2 separate regions of the Mus musculus genome follow, and region 2 is linked to region 1. Evidence: chromatin contacts called from public Hi-C data. All regions are on one chromosome and are shown on one strand. Each heading gives the region's core, a stretch centred on a gene start, on an enhancer-like site or on the middle of the called end of the contact. The rest is flanking DNA. Distances are from core to core; before and after follow the strand shown.

The links. Hi-C and Micro-C count contacts between places; a contact is called where the count stands out from the background.
Region 2: a contact with region 1 is called in a Hi-C map of extraembryonic ectoderm, with 1.9 times the contacts expected there. The contact joins two enhancer-like sites. A contact is called at or near these places in 9 of 39 promoter capture datasets (embryonic stem cells, hippocampal neurons, liver and 3 more), 3 of 15 datasets of contacts at CTCF or cohesin (the NIH/3T3 cell line, embryonic stem cells and large pre-B cells), 37 of 484 Hi-C or Micro-C datasets (the AML12 cell line, B cells, CD4 single positive thymocytes and 22 more), 7 of 115 datasets of contacts at active chromatin or transcription factors (acute myeloid leukemia, bone marrow-derived dendritic cells, embryonic stem cells and 1 more) and 5 of 9 other capture datasets (adipose tissue, embryonic stem cells, liver and 2 more).

What each region holds. Positions count from the first base shown.
Region 1 is chr9:62,295,297-62,298,611 of GRCm38.p6, forward strand. No RefSeq gene overlaps it. Among named protein-coding and RNA genes, the nearest start is that of Spesp1, 15 kb to the left of the region's middle. Within about 2 kb of position 1,790, at least 14 of the 459 cell types and tissues checked have an H3K27ac peak or open chromatin away from gene starts, as enhancers often do. A contact at or near this core is called in extraembryonic ectoderm and stem cell-derived neural progenitor cells, where this site is marked.
Region 2 is chr9:62,398,857-62,402,171 of GRCm38.p6, forward strand. No RefSeq gene overlaps it. Among named protein-coding and RNA genes, the nearest start is that of Gm40523, 15 kb to the right of the region's middle. Within about 2 kb of position 1,860, at least 23 of the 459 cell types and tissues checked have an H3K27ac peak or open chromatin away from gene starts, as enhancers often do. A contact at or near this core is called in extraembryonic ectoderm and stem cell-derived neural progenitor cells, where this site is marked.

The sequences.
Region 1 (3,315 bases), core at 540-3,039:
CTGTTTTTCTTCCATGTGTTTTATTTGAAGGACTTGCACGTGCATAGCTACTGCCTCAGAGATCATGGTGACTCTGAGTAGGAAATGAAGAGCAGTCTGCATCCTCTAACAGGGATCAGCTTCTGTCTGGAGCATCTGGAAAGCACATCTCTGCTGACTTCAGTTAAAGCTCACCGTTTGTAGTCAGGCTGAGGATGGGGTTTTTTGTCTTTTGGTTGGTTGGTTGTTTTAGTTGGTTTGGGAGGGTTGTTTTTGGTTTGGTTTTCTTTTTTTTTTTTTTTTTTTTTTTTTTTTTGAGTCAGGATCTTGGCTGACCTAGAACTCATTTTGAAGGTCAGGTTAGCCTCATAGAATACTGCCAGCCTCTGCTATAATTGCTGGAACTAAAGGTGTAGGGCACCTCCAGTAGACTGTACATGAGTTTTTAATCCCTCCTGATTGAAAGATGCTGAGACCGGTTGTTCTGCTTGGACTTGAGGAAGGCTCAGCTAGGAGGGAACAAAGCAGGCAGGGCCATCTCCGCTGTCTTAGGGCAGGGGATACGGGAGACTGTGACTACCTTTCTGCTCAACTATTCCTAGATAATGCTCATCCTCGGCCCAACCTCCAAGGTTTAAAATGCAAGGGAGGTCACCACTCAGTTGTCACCTGTGAAGTAGATCTGTTTTCAAGGACATGGGTCAACTTTAGTAGTCCACTTTACTGGCCTAAGGAAGGTGCAAGAAGGTGCAAGCTTTTGCTAAGCCGTCTGCCCTCACATTCTCATGATTTTCCTCTTTAGTAACAAGGCAGGCTGAACTTAACAGGGTGTCATCCGTGCATAGTGAGGGTAAGACAGGGCTTTAGTTTGAAGCCAGTAAAGGCTGCATAGGAAATTCTAAGCCAGGCCACGAGACATAGAAGGAGCCAATCACAAAAAAAAAAAAAAAAAAAAAAAAAAACCAAAACAAAACAAAAAAACAAAAGCAAAAACCAACAACAACAACAAAAAAAAAAAAACAAAAAACAAAACCAAAGCCTAGCAAATCAATTTCACAGAATCCAATAGAAATCACAGAAGCCTTCAGAAATAAAGACCCAAAAATTTAGGGGAAAGTCCCTCTTCATTTAGGTTCAGCAAGGTAACTCTGGAAATGTGATCAGACAACGGGGCCAGAGTGACACTCATACAGGGACCCAGCCTGTCTGTTCAGATCGGCTCTGCCTGGGGTTGGGGCAGGGTTGTCTGGAATGAGGATCCTCGAAGGAGAAGGAATGGGTTTTACGGCTTGGTTTGCAGTTCCTGTAACTTCTTGTTTCTGCCATCCACTTTTAGCAGGAGGATGGGAGACAGTCAGAGCAGCCTTTACTTGGAGCTGTGTCTGAGGCTTTCCAATGGCTTTAGTTCGAAGTACTCAGCACCCATAAACACCATGCTTTGGGATATTGTGATCCAGAGCCCAAAGCTATCACCCAGTGAAACAGCTATCACCTAGCAACAAACAGATGGGGGAGCTGGAATTCAGACGAGTCTAGCTATTGGTCTTGATGCAAAACAACCAACCAACCAACAAACATAGCTCTCACTTCAGAGGGAAAAGGAAGATTTATTCTGGAGTTAAATATGAGTGAGTATGGCCCAAATAGACTTAGGTTACCCCAAATTTTCACTTTCCAATGTGGATGAAGTTTTGTGACACTTTTCAAACTTATGCAAATACTCAGTGAACAGTAATGGGCAGACCTCAGCTGTACACCCTGGATGTTAGCTAATGACTCAGCTTTGGGTGACAGAAATTTAGGCTTTTGCTAATTAACTACATTCCAAAGGGTTTTTATCAGTAGCCACAGTGTTCCTTCTGACTCAGCGCTTGGGAGCAGAGCAAAGATTGGCTACTTGGTGGGCTAACAATAGCTCAGGATAAATTATAATTGGGCTCTGGATCAACAACATTCCAAACTCCTAGGCTACTGAAGTTTTTATCAGTCAATCTACCTCTGCATTGACAGCTTCTCCTTAGGGATTCTCCATCACAGCCTGGGGGCATGTGTAAATTTGAGGCCACAGATACAGTATAGCCAGGTTAGACACAGTTGGGACGGACTTCCAGCCACACTGCTATCGGCTGTATACATTTAGACAAGTCCGATGATCTTCCAGAGGCTGCATTGACATGGAAATCAAATGACTGTCACCAAGTCATCTCTCCAGAAGGGGCCTTTTAAAAAAATGAGCAGAAGGGCTGGAGAGATGGCTCAGTGGTTAAGAGCACTGACTGCTCTTCCAGAAGTCAATTCCCAGCAACCACATGGTGGCTCACAACCATCTGATGCCCTCCTCTGGTGTGTCTGAAGACAGCTATAGTGTACTCATATACATAAATAAATCTTTTTTAAAAAATGAACAGAAAGAGCCAAATTATGAGGAGGACCTGAGAACTTGGTGGTATCTGGGCTGCAGCCGCCTTGTCTGTATCTATAATGGGCTCCTATTGTCTGCAATGGCAGGCTGGGAAAACAGGATGATCTCACAGTGTCTATAGCAGGAGTGGACAGAACTGCAGAGATGAATCCCTAATTATGATGGGAGATTTTAATGATTCCCCTCTAGTTAACAGAGCAATAGACCAAAGATCAATAAGGGATGCAGATTGGAACAAGGTAACACACGTGACACAGGTGCACACTGTCAGCCACTTTTCTTTACAGTGACAAGTGATGGCGAGAAATGGTGTAGAGAAGAAAAGATTCATTTGGGCTCATGGTTTCAGAGATCTCAGGCCACAGTCACATTCACTGTGGGCCTGTGGTAAGGCATAAGGCAGAGAGAGCATCATGGTAGGGGGAGGGGGGCCAAGCTTCCTGCTCTGTGGGCTTAGATAGGAAGGGGCCAGGGCAAGGTCAAGGACGCCTTCCTTCTCTTTAGCCCACTCCCTCCAGCTAAGTCTCACCAAATGAAGTTTCTAGCACTTCCCAAAATACCACCGCAACAAGGAGGAAACAACTGAGAGCTGAAGACCACTGAGCCTGAGGGGCTGGTGTGATAAAGTAGGAATGTCTGGTATCTTTAGAGACTCAGGTTATAATGATGTTTTGCTGGGGCAGACAGGTGAAAGAAGTTTTGCTGAAGCCTACACAGGTGAAAGGACGCACGATACTTAGATAGAATATAAATATAAATGGAAGCTCCAGCATTCGTTTCCTTTGTTCCACCTGGCTAGTCTTCGCTGACAACACGCATGTATTGATTCACCTTATGCTGTGTTGCAGAGCTTCACGTGTGGTGACTTTATAGAGAGAAACTCACCAAAGAACTCCTGTGGCTTCTGCGAACTC
Region 2 (3,315 bases), core at 610-3,109, 100 kb after region 1:
CATGTGGTTGCTGGGATTTGAACTCAGGACCTTTAGAAGATCAGCCAGTGCTCTTAACCACTGAGCCATCTCTCCAGCCCCCTTGTTTATTTTTCAAGACAGGGTTTCTCTGTAGTCCTGGCTGTCCTGGGAATCAGTCTGTAAACCCAGGCTGGCCTGGAACTCAGAGATCCACCTGCCTCAACCTCACTAGGGCTGGGACTAAAGACATGCACCATCACCACCCAGTGCTGTTTTCTTTTGTTTTTTTAGAATTATTTTACTTTTTTTTTTTAATTTTTGATTTTTTTGAGACAGGGTTTCTCTGTGTGGCCCTGGCTGTCCTAGAACTCACTCTGTAGACCAGGCTGGCCTCAAACTCAGAAATTCACCTACCTCTCTCTGCCTCCCAAGTGCTGGGATTAAAGGCATGCGTCACCACGCCCGGCCTTTATTTTACTTTTTAAACTATGTTTATGGGTATGGCTATGTGCAAGCAAGGGCAGGTGGATCTCCCTTGGAAGTCAGAAGGGGATGTTGGATCCCTGGAGCTGGAGATTCAGGCAGTTGCTCAGCTGCCTGAAGTGTTTGCCTCTGAGTTATCTCTCCAGCCTCACTTGGTTATTGAGACAAAGTGAAACTTTGTCCTGCAGTTTGCAGATCAGACTAGCTTTCTGCCTTTGCCTCCTTTGTGCTGGGATTACAAGCGCATGTCCCCATGCCTTTTTTTGGGGGGGGGTGTTCTTGGAACGTAACTCAAGTTCTCATGCCCACTCAGCAAGAACTTGGCCAACTGCACCATCTCCCAGTCTCCCAGTCTCTTGGTACATTTTCATCCCTTAGACCTTTCTGTCAGTCTTGTTGTGATTGAAATGTTCTTCGTAACTGATTCACATAGGATGCGTTTTTTTTTTTTATTACACACCCCTCTTGTATGAGCATTAAAAAAAGAAAACCAGTAGCAAAATTGATTGGTGATAGCATCCCTGAGACTTCTCCCGTCTTGCAAGCTGCTGCTTCCGTACTGCTGTGGCCCAGCTTCTGTGGCATCCACATTTCTGTACACAAAGCTGTGCTCTGTGTCAGCAAGAAGCTGGAGAGGCATCCTTCCTCCAAGGTCACTTCTTTTGTGTTCTTTGTAACTCTCCTCCTTGGCTGGCACTGACTTGCAAGTGCAGGCAATTACAGGCCCTCAAGATCTCTGCCTGGCTGGTAGGATGACGTCCAAGAAGGGACATAGGGTCAGAACACAACTGGGTGAGGTTTGTCTACTAACTGCTAGACTTCAGCATGTAGGAAGCCCTGGATCCCATCCCCTGCACTGTAGTAACGGGACATGGTGGGACATACATGTGATCCCAGCACCGAGGAGACAGAAGCAGGAGAATCCGAAGTTCAAGGTTATCTTCCACTACATAATGACCTTGGGCCATCTTTGGATACCTTAAGACTGTCTCAACAAAATAAATAAATAAATAAATAAATAAATAAATAAATAAATAAATAAATAAATAAATAAATAAATGAGGAGAGGTGGGGTGGGATGGGGAGAAATGAGGCTCCTGGAACCAGACAGAGTATAGGACACATGTTTGCTTGTGTGCATGGGACGTAGTGACCAACAGCCCTTTGGGATATAAATCATATTTTCTTCTTCTCTCTTTAAGTCTGGAAACGGAGCCTCAGAAGAGCGAAATAATTTGTGCAGCCCACCAGGGGAAGGGCTGCCATCCTGCTGTGTCAGGCACAGTGGATCTCTTGCTCCTTCCCCTTCCTCAACACAGTTCCCCCTCCCTCGGAAACTTCACAGGGTGCTCCAGGGTAACAGCTTGGGGTCCTGGTTCTCCAGCCACCCCAGTAGGGGTGCCAGCTACGATTACATCACTGAATAAACTTATGTTTCTGTGACTCATCCTCTCCCAGAGAACTGCAGGAAGCTGAGGCTCTCAATCCTTCACCGGTGGGTCCTTCTGTGGATCTAGAGCCGCTAGCCTTACGGCCCTCCCGCAGGGCACTCTGTTCTCGGAGTACCCTTCCCCAAAGCTGAACGTCCTTCCCACTTCCTGCCCACACCTGGGTTCGCACACGGGGCTGTGGGGTGGGTCTTTCTCCTGAGAGAGGATCTTCTCTTCTCTTTTGGAGACAGAGCCTTGTGTCTGGCCTCAAGCTTGTTATGTAGCTAAGGATGATTTTAAACTCCTGATCCCCCTGATTCTGTCTTCTGAGGTTTGGGATTATAAACTATACTTTCATGGTAGCATTATGTGGTGCTGGGGCTAGGAGAACTGCTGGGCGGGGGCTTTTCCAATAGTTCCCAAGCTCACTCTCTCCTCTCCTCTCCTCTCCTCCCCTCCCCTCCCCTCCCCTCCCCTCCCCTCCCCTCCCCTCCCCTCCCCTCCCCTCCCCTCCCCTCCCCTCCCCTCTTCTCCGCTCCGCTCCCCTCCCCTCCCCTCTTCTCCCCTCCCCTCCCCTCTTCTCTTCTTCCCTCTTTTTCCTCCCTCTCCCTCTCCCCTTCCCCTCTCGTGCTGTCACTGTGTATCCCATGCTAGCTTTGAATTTAGAGTCCTGGAAGAGGCTCTTCTGATGCCCATGAAAAATGATTCTCCTTCCTTTTCTCTCAGTCTCTGAGCTCCTCACCAACGCTCCAGTCCTGTCAGAAACACAAGAGAACAGCCCTGCAGTACAGGGCTCAGGGCTGTGTTTACAGATCTTAACACAGGGTCTGCTTCCCTGTGATCATTTTCTGCTGCTGCCCACATAAATTACCCCCAAATGAAGCTTATTCTGTAGATAATGCTAACCACAAACTCATAGAAATTCTCCTGCTTTTCTCCTAAGTGCCAGGATTATGGCTATGCACCGCCATGCCCATCTTCCCCCCCCCCACTCCTCTCCTCCCTAGCTCCTTCCCCCTCTTCCTCCTTCTCATCTCTTTTGGAGGCAGATATCATGTAACCCAGGCTGGTCTCAAATTCACAATGTAGCAGATCAGCCTGCTTTCTTATACAACCCAGGACCACCCACAGCAGGTTGGGCTGTTCTACAGCAATCATTAGTGAAGAAAAGCCTCACAGACTTGCCTACAGGCCAGTCTTACCAAGGTGTTTTTCTAAGATCCCCTCTTCCCAAATGATTCTTGGAGTGGAAACTTAAGGTTTTTTTTTTTTTAGAGAGTCAGTTGTGTTGGATGGTGTTTTGCTGGGGCAAACACATGAAAGTGTTTTTCTGAAGTGGACACAGATGAAAGGCTAAGGCAGACTTGTGAAGGAACATTTTACTGGAGCAGACAATGGAGAGAGGATATTCTGCTAAAGCACACACGTGAAAGGGCACACG